Linked DNA regions of Mus musculus: region 1 is linked to region 2. Evidence: chromatin contacts called from public Micro-C data. All regions are on one chromosome and are shown on one strand. Each heading gives the region's core, a stretch centred on a gene start, on an enhancer-like site or on the middle of the called end of the contact. The rest is flanking DNA. Distances are from core to core; before and after follow the strand shown.

Evidence for each region. A called contact is a pair of places that touch in the nucleus more often than the background predicts.
Region 1: a contact with region 2 is called in a Micro-C map of palatal mesenchyme, with 1.9 times the contacts expected there. The contact joins the promoter of Mon2 here to the enhancer-like site in region 2. A contact is called at or near these places in 15 of 39 promoter capture datasets (the 3T3-L1 cell line, 3T3-L1-derived adipocytes, the C10 cell line and 10 more), 1 of 15 datasets of contacts at CTCF or cohesin (the NIH/3T3 cell line), 24 of 484 Hi-C or Micro-C datasets (the AtT-20 cell line, B cells, the C2C12 cell line and 14 more), 5 of 115 datasets of contacts at active chromatin or transcription factors (the SCID.adh cell line, embryonic stem cells, large pre-B cells and 1 more) and 3 of 9 other capture datasets (adipose tissue, liver and pancreatic islet).

What each region holds. Positions count from the first base shown.
Region 1 is chr10:123,073,869-123,078,391 of GRCm38.p6, forward strand. Mon2 (MON2 homolog, regulator of endosome to Golgi trafficking) reads right to left here and starts at 2,637. Exons shown (of 36, transcript NM_001163024.1): 1 at 1,984-2,637. The coding sequence starts at 2,094.
Region 2 is chr10:123,002,158-123,006,594 of GRCm38.p6, forward strand. Mon2 (MON2 homolog, regulator of endosome to Golgi trafficking) reads right to left here. Exons shown (of 36, transcript NM_001163024.1): 33 at 3,855-3,978; 34 at 539-746. Among named protein-coding and RNA genes, the nearest start is that of Mirlet7i, 19 kb to the left of the region's middle. Within about 2 kb of position 2,879, at least 32 of the 459 cell types and tissues checked have an H3K27ac peak or open chromatin away from gene starts, as enhancers often do. A contact at or near this core is called in the SCID.adh cell line and palatal mesenchyme, where this site is marked.

The DNA of each region.
Region 1 (4,523 bases), core at 1,387-3,886, 71 kb after region 2:
ACTCAGCAAATCCTTATGGAACATGCAGCATAAACGAGATGGTGTATTAGAGACAATCAGGAGAATGATGCTTGCCATCACTGCAAAGGCTGGAAGCAATTACCAAGTAGCTGTCTAGGCAGTGATCTAGGAGAAACTAAGGAGCTGCCATGAGAGCTCCAGGACTAGGAATGTGGTGAGTTCTAGAACTTTGTAACTTACCTGCTGGAAGAGTGGTTTTTCCCAATAAAAATACCACAGACGATATCAATTAAATTCCAAGGTTAAAGCACAGAAGCCAATAGCACAGAGGAGCCACAGCTCTTAACATGATTCACTAGGACTGGGAACAGCCACAGCTCTATAAATTACTGCTGAAATGACAGTAGGATTTGATGTTTTCTTTTTTCTTTTTTTTTTTCCTTTTTTTTTTTCTTTTTTTTTTTTTTCTTTTTTTTTTTTTTTTTGTTTGTTTTTCGAGACAGGGTTTCTCTGTGTAGCCCTGGCTGTCCTGGAACTCACTTTGTAGACCAGACTGGCGTTGAACTCAGAAATCCACCTGCCTCTGCCTCCCAAGTGCTGGGACTAAAGGTAACTGGAACAAACAGGTAAAAGCAAGGCACTCATGGAAAATTTCAAGATTCCTGACAAGTCTGCATTCTAAACTTTACTAGTCAAGTTCTAATTATAAAACTTCTTACAGTATTCATAAAGATAGTTGTAAGTAGAAAAATATGAACTCACTCTGTAACATTTAATAGCAAGTAGTATGATAAAATTTCAGGTATACTAAGTAAGCTATATTAACTAGGAAATAAAATTAACTATTTTTACATATCTTTGAACTACACTATTTTTAAAGTTTTTTTTTAGATGTATTCATTTTTGTTATATTTGTATGGGTGTTTTGCTTGTAGGTATGCCTGCACACCACATGTGTGCCTGGTGTCTTTGGAGACCAGAAGAAAGAGGTCAGATCCCTTGAAACTGGAATTACACAAGATTGTGAGCCACCATGTAGGTGCTGGGAATTGAACAAGGGACTTCTGGAAGAGCAGCAAGTGCTCTTAACTGCCGAGCCTGACCCCTGAACTACAATAGTTTAAAAATGTGAAAGGGCAGTTTTTAAAATATTTCAACAAAAATGGAATCTTAAAAGAAAAAAGTCAGGCATTAGTGACTAAACTCAATTTTTCAATTCAATATCTGGAAAATTTTATTAGCATACATTGAGCTCCCTGATACTCGTCCTGTGAGCCCCAGTCATCATCACCATCACCACCATCGGTTTTGGAAACAAGGTCTCTTTATGTACCCTGGTTGTCCTGGTGTCCACTCTCTAACTCACAGAGATCCACTCGCATCTGAGTATTGGAGCTAAAAGTTTGGCTACCACACCCGGTCTCCTATACTGGTACCACAATTTTCAGCTATTCTACAGCTGAAAAACAACAACAACAACAACAACAACAACAACAAATTATGCACCCAAGAGGCTATATATACTCAGATATATTTGTTTTGCAAAGCATCCTACTAGAATACTGCTTGTGCAGGGCTTAACATGGTTATCGTAGGCCTTGACCATTTGCTGTAATTTGGGGCTCTAGTTTATCACGACGATTAGATTTTTAGGTGGGCTGAATAACACAGACAAGAAGGAAATGTTCCCACACACTATGCCCACCTAAGTATGGAGAACGGATTCCGCTACAGCGGTGGATACTCATTCTTAGGAGCAATATACCTGACTCGAGTGTCACCAAACCGGCTCACTCATGGAACTTCGCTCCGAAATAAACATAACAAGAGAATGGAAGAAATCAAATCTCCTTGGAACTCTCAAAAGAATTCTACGAACAGCCTTTGCTGGGCAATCACCAAACTTAACTGGCGGAATGAAAATTAGTATAGGTGTTGGGGAATCGAGGAAAGCGGTCTACGAGGACCAGGGAGCGCTCGTGACGTTCCCCCCCCCCGCCCCTGACGTCGCCTGGGACCTACCTCCTTGACAGGTGGGAACTTCTTCTTGCATTCTAGTGACAAGGCCCGCAGGTCGCTCTGCATATTCTCCAGCAGCTTCTTCACAGCCTCGGGGCTGTTGGTGCAGGACATGGTCCCTCCAGGTCACCGCCGATCTGGGACCAGCACTACCAAGCAGGCACTGTCAGCAGCTTGCGCGGCCCGCAGCCAGCCGGCGGCTCCTCAGTCTTCCTTAGCCGGGGCCCAGGGCTCGGCGGGCGGGCGGGCGGGCGGGCGCACGGCCGGAGCCGGGCTGCGTCTCCCGAGGCGTGCCCGAGTTCCCCCCGGGCCGCCCCGCACCGCCGCCGGCCGCTCGCCGAAACCTGCCCGCAGCGGTGCAGCCCCACCAGGCTCCACCGGCGCCGGCTCAGGAGCCCACCAGACGGGCAGGTCCCTCCCGCTGCCGCGGGGCCTGGCCACGGCGGGCGTCACCGGCCGAGCTGGCCACAAGCTTCAGCGATGCCCGCCCCGGGTGCCCAGACCCGCCGACGCCATTAGCCCAGTCGCCCACAATTCCGAGCGCGGCCCGGACACGTCAGCCGCACTTCCGGACTCCGGGCCCCGCCCCCGCCCGGGCCAATCCGGAGGCGAGTCTCTGGAGGGGCGGGGCCGAGCGAGAAGCCCAGAACGAGCTCCAGCTGGGCAGTGCGGACCCCGCCCCCGCCGTCGACGCAGGTGGCCGGCACAGCTGCGCAGGCGCGTCCTGTTTTTTTTGGCTGGCTGGTAACCTGGGGATGATCGGAGGTGTCTCCCTACGTCTGTTTGTGATCCATTCTCTTCTGCTATAAATATTTGCTTTTTTTAAAAAATGAATTTGTCTTGTCCGTCACTTCTGCCTCCTTGATCCCCACCCCCCTGACTTAAAACACAAATCAGCGTCTTGCTCCTACCTCCCCGGCCTGGGGAACCTAAACGACAATCCTGCGGAGTTATCCAAATCGACTGACTTTGGTTTATTTAACTGCGGAGTCGTCCCTGATTTTCCTTATCTGTTAACAAGACTCCTCCTGCTCCCCGCCCCCTCCCCGCCTTCCACCGACAGATCCCTTTTATGTTTTTATTTTGCTTTGTTTTTGTTATCTCCCCGCCCCACCCACCCACCTCCCTGACTGTATACCTAGAACATACTAGGTAATTGACGCTCAAATAAGGAACCAATTCATTAGATCAGAAGTGCCAAATAAATGTAAGGCAAAAACTAACGTGAGCTTTTTCGATGTTCCAGGTGAGTCTATTTTTGCCCAAGACATTTCTCTGTTGTAATAAGCAGGAAGCAGAAATAATTTCAGCGTATTGTTCGGATGAGCAAAGCCAGCCTGTGTGGATTGAAGTTGGAAGAGGAGGAAGCTATGTCTGTGTTAAGCTATGTCTGTGAGACTGATTGGAACGTCTTGATTATGGGAAGATGGAATGTTGCAAGTCTAGAATCTAACTATCTTGGTTATCTTTTGCCCCCAGGTATCCACTTACTGTCATCTCTGTGTTTGACCTAACACCCTTGTCTTTTTTTTTTTTTTTTTTTTTTTTTTTTTTTTTTTTTGGAATGTGCCATCAGATTCCTAACTTCCAATGACTCAAAGGCGATCACTATCAGATAGTCCCTGAGGGGCGTGACAGAAAGTTTCCAGTTTTGCTGTAACTCACCTACCTGATGTTCTCAACCTCTGAGTGGAACTACCCTTTCACAGGGGTGGGTGGCCTAAGACCGTCAGATATTTATGCTATTGTTCATAACAGTAGCAAGATTACAGTTACGAAGTAGTATTGAAGATAATTTTCTGGTTGGGAGTCAGCACAACATGAGGAACTGTGTTAAATGGTGGCAGCGTTAGGAAGGCTGAGAACCCCTGCTCTAATGCATTTGTCAAATGCCTTAAGGGAGTCTTTGCTTTGTTATAAAAACTTTATGAAAATGCTACTGTGTTGGATGGTGGTGTTTGGGGGCAACCTGAATCTGTCTTCCTGAGCCTTGGTCCTTCATGTTGGGCTACAGAACAGATTAGGTCTTACTTTCTTTGAGTTGGGAGCTGTATTTTGAAGTTTTCTGAAATGATCTAATAACTGGGCTACTAACACAGATTCTAACACAATGTTTTGGGTTTATTATAGATAGCTTTGGCACAACTTACTGAAAATAATTTTCTTTCATCTTTGACACCTTTGTAGAGTTGAGGAATTCAAGTTGAAATTTTGTTTTGCTTTTGTTGTTGTTGTTGTTTTGTTTTGTTTTCTTTGAGACAGGGTCTCACTGTGTAGCTCTGGATGTCCTAAAACTCACTAGGTAGACCAGGCCAGCCTCAGACTCACAGAGCTCTGCCTGCCTCTGCCTCTGCCTCTCTGCCTCTGCCTTTGCCTCTGCCTCCTCTGCCTCTGCCTCTGCCTCTGCCTCTGCCTCTGCCTCTGCCTCTGCCTCTGCCTCTGCCTCTGCCTCTGCCTCTGCCTCTGCCTCTGCCTCTGCCTCTGCCTCTGCCTCTGCCTCTGCCTCTGCCTCTGCCTCTCCAGAGCTGAGAGGAAAGACGTGT
Region 2 (4,437 bases), core at 1,629-4,128:
TTCTGGTGTGTCTGAAGACAGCTACAGTTTACTCATTTAAAAAAAAAAAAAAAAAAAAAAGACAGGAACAGGTGACAGAAATCAAGAAATGTCAATCAAAAATAAGCTAGAAGTAATTAGTCTCTTAATTTCCCTTTATAGAAAAAGATTGTGTTTTCTTGCCAATCCACAGTTCTCATGCAGAGCCTCTGTCAGAGGGTCGATTTTCAGATTCAATATTCTTTAGATTCAAAAGGTTGGCCTCAAACTCAGAAATCCGCCTGCCTCTGCCTCCCAAGTGCTGGGATTAAAGGTGTGCGCCACCACTGTCCGGCTATCACATAGTTCTTAATCTACAAGAAAGGCCTGAAGCGTCATCATCACCATCACAAGTGTTATGTGTCTGCAGCAAAACCTATGAATATTTACACTGTAGAGGGCACATACAGTTACCAATGACCTCAGTTCCATCTAGTTCTCTTAAGAAATCTCTTGGTTTTGAGCAATCTTTGCTACTCATTATGATATCAATGTATTTCCTCCTTAATTAAATGCGTACCTTGGGAGAGGGCATTTTCCACTCAGCCTCTCATCCTCTATGTAGCGATGCAGAACATCCTGAGACCTCTTTAAAAGCACAGAGAGTGCCATTCGTGAGATGTAGCCTTCCTGGGGTGTTGTGACTTTGTTACTGAAGGAAAACTGGAGCAATGTTTCAAAACACATTTTAGAAAATTCTTCTCTCAAACGAATGTCAATTTCTGCTTCTGTAAAATTAGCAACATTTGATTATTAAAAAATGTTAACACAGTGCACATTAATAACGAGCCTAGCAAGCTAGGAATAAGGATATCAATAAGATGAAAGGCACTGATGAACAACCTTTAGTTAATACTACTTAGTAAATATCTAGTAAATAACAATCTTTCCTCTAGGAAGGTGCAAAGAGAGGCTGCCCATAATCAACATGTTCTTTTTGCTTTTCCTTTGTTTAGAGTGTGTTTGCATGTGTGTGTGTGTGCATGTGCATGTGCGTATATTGTGTATGTACATGTGCTTGTGTATGTACATGTGTGTATGTGTGCGTGTGTGTGCATGCATGTGTGTGCACATGTGCACATGCCACATTATACATGTGGAAGGCAGAAGACAACCCGCAGGAGTCAGTTCTCTCCATGTGCATTCTAGTGACTGCACTTAAGGCTTCAGGCTTGATGGCCAGTATCTATCTGTTGGTCCCAACATTTTTCTTATCTTGTGACAAGGCTATAAAGTGAGTTTTAAGGGCAATGAGTGTCCCCTGGTTGGCAGAATGCTTGCCTAGTACACACGAGGCTCTGCGTTTGGATTCTAGGTTCAATACCCAGTACTACATAAAGTAGACATGGTGGCATGCCGGCAACTCCAGCATGAGAATGAAAAGCTTAAGGGCACTCTAGGCTGCACAGGAAGTTTGGTGCCAGTCATTGAGGTATGCATTTTTTGAGGACAGTTTGGAGTACCTGAGATGACACCTTAAACAACAATGACAAAACCCGAACAAACTTCTCAAGAGCTTCATCTAAGTCAAAACCCACACTTACTGCCTTTTCTGTCTTACCATCTTTTCTCCTTCCCTAGCCACATGTTTTCAGGAGCATGAGCCTGCTCTGCTCTGGACTAGTTCTTCCTAGTCAACTTCTTTAGCCATAACTGGCAGGTAGTCTTTGGCCAACGCCGTTCTCCCTCATGTCTCCCAGAACCCTAGCTTCCTGCTTTCTCGGTTTACCCTGCTTCCATGAAGATATCTGGAAGTGGCTTCCTAAGAAGGGATGGAGGAAAATAAACCTTTGTTGTTCTTCTGAGGCTGCCGTTACGTTACTGTGTAAGACATACAGCTGGCTTCCAGCTGCTCGAGAGCCATTGTGGGAAGTGGGAACTCTCCTATCCCACCCTGTCCGAGGCAGAAACCCTGGGAACAGGACACCCTTTCTGCTAAAGTATGAGAACTACCATCCTAGACTCAGACCTGCCCAGCTGTGCCTAGGTACACGCCTCCATGGTGAGAACTCTCCATTTCTAGCCCCCATGTCAAGTCTTTGAGAAATGCGCAGTTCCTGGAGAACTTGTAGACCATTTGAAAAGTTGTTGTGGCTGAGAGTGACTGATCTTCCTTTTATGGTAAGTGTGTGGATATTGTGTGATCTTTATCCTTCATTGTTTTGGGCACAGAGTTATCATCTCTAAGGTGAGGATATCTTTAGTCTTCAGCAATTCCCTTTTCTATATTTCTCTGTTCCCTCCAGGAAGATGCAGTTATCAGAGGTACCTGATAAACGCCTCTGACTAATTTTCTTTCTTTCTGATCTTAGTTTAGCACAAATTTTCCCACCGGTTTCTGCTCTATGTTCTTGGTCACTCCTGTGGTTTGAGCAACAGTTTCTGGAACTTGAACACTGCACACTCCACAGGCAGAAGTACTGCTGGGGACTCTTAGGAGGCGTGGCCTCAGTGAGGACGTGTGTCACTAGGGGTGGGCTTTGAGGTTTCAGAGCCATACACCACTCTCAGCACACACATGTTCTCTCTCTCAGTCGGCTCCCCCTCTAGCCCTTGATTTCACTCTCAGTCTCCCGCCTGGGGTTGAGGAGTTCTCAGCTCACTGCCCCACTGCTGTGCCTGCCCGCACCACACTCCCCCCGCCCCCCCCATGGTCTCCTTCACCCCTCTGGAAGAACCTCTTTCTTTTATTTACTTCTTTCTTTTGGCCTTCCGAAACCCTGAGAGTCTGTGAAGTTTGGCCATCAGTCCATGCTAAAGATCCAAGAACCAAGTGACCCTAGGAACTCGCCTAGCATGGAATGTCTTTCTGTGTGTGTTTACAGAAAACGCAAAGGAAAAGCTGAGACAGCATGTTCTTTATGCAGTCCTTGGAGTGCGTGTGAGCGCCTGTCTTTCTTTCAGTGTTGCTGTGCTCACACCACACACGGTAGGCAGGGCTACCTGGCCTTGGTACACGTCACACCATACTTGGTAGGCGGGCTATCAGAAAACCTGATGATTCAGCCCTTGAAATATTTGTACCTAATTTTAATTGTACTCTATTAGAATATCTACCATTTTAAATATAAGTATTATATAAAAAATAAGCCCACTTAATTATTTTTCTCTGAAATTCCCATGCTGTGCAGGCCAGTTTTTTGAAATGCTGGGGTGAGTGGAAAAAAAAAAAACAAAAAACAAAAAAAACCACAAAACCCTTGGCTTGTGAAGTAAGCAGCAAGAGAGCCATCTAGTGGTCAAACTGTATAAATGGTCAGGGTAGCTCTAGTAAAGGTTGGGACTAAGGATAGAAAATAACCTGCAAAAATGTATGACCTCACATAAAAAAATCCCATTGTGTCACAGTTACTTCTGAGATCTGAGTACATGTTTTAATAACCAGAAATTATAACAAAATTTAGACATATTAGAGGGCATAATGAATGGAGTGTGTTCTTTATACATACTGTGGTATGTATCCTCAGAAATGTTCCCAAGAGTGAGACACCTCTCTAGCACAGTGTGGTACATAGTAGGCACTCACTGTTTGCTCCGTTAAGAAATGTTAAGAAACTTTTTCCCTACTAAAACCAACATTCTAAGTGGCAGAATATTCTCTTTTTTTCTATACTAGACTCTTTACAATAATCCATGACTTCAAAATGTAGTAAATTCTGTCACCATGCATAATTCATCCGACTGCAGAAGCCCCATGTGACTCACTTAATCAGAGCTTACGTATATGATCGCCTCCATTTCCCGGTATAACCCTCACTCTCTACGTCCCACGCTGAAGCATGACTTACACATGTGACTATCCTCGCTCGGGCTGTAAGCGGCCCCGAGTCACGCACCTGTGAATGAGCACGGCTGAGAGTGGATGGAGCCCTTGTTGAGCATGGTCATCATCTGACCCACGAACGCTTTAGGAATGAGGTTGGCATACGGGAGGATCTCCGCACTGATGAGCTGAACAACCTACAGCAAAGGAGAGAGCGCCAAATCTACTTTTCCTTCGGAAGAGACGGCCGATTCAAATGAGATTGTCTAGAGTCAGAGCTAAATTTTACTTTTTGAAAAAGTAACGACCCTTCTCTGACCGCAGTACATGAACGTTTTACTGTTCCTACAACATGACCACTAGCCTGCCTCTTCATCCATCTTACCTATAAGGAGAGTCAACACTAAGGTTTACTGTGCTACAGTTTGAACATATGTTGATCTTCACCCAACCACAAATATATAGAAAAATGCTCAGCCATATTTGAGACTCACCCACATTTAAATATCCAAAATTAACGTTAAACTTATTTTTCATAACCAGAAATTATGAACTATGAGAAATTAAAGTCATATTCATTTTTGTTGCATACTGTGTCCTAACATACAGTTTATTTTATCCTCTAAAGGAAAAAAAAAAGCTTACATGAGGCTTAA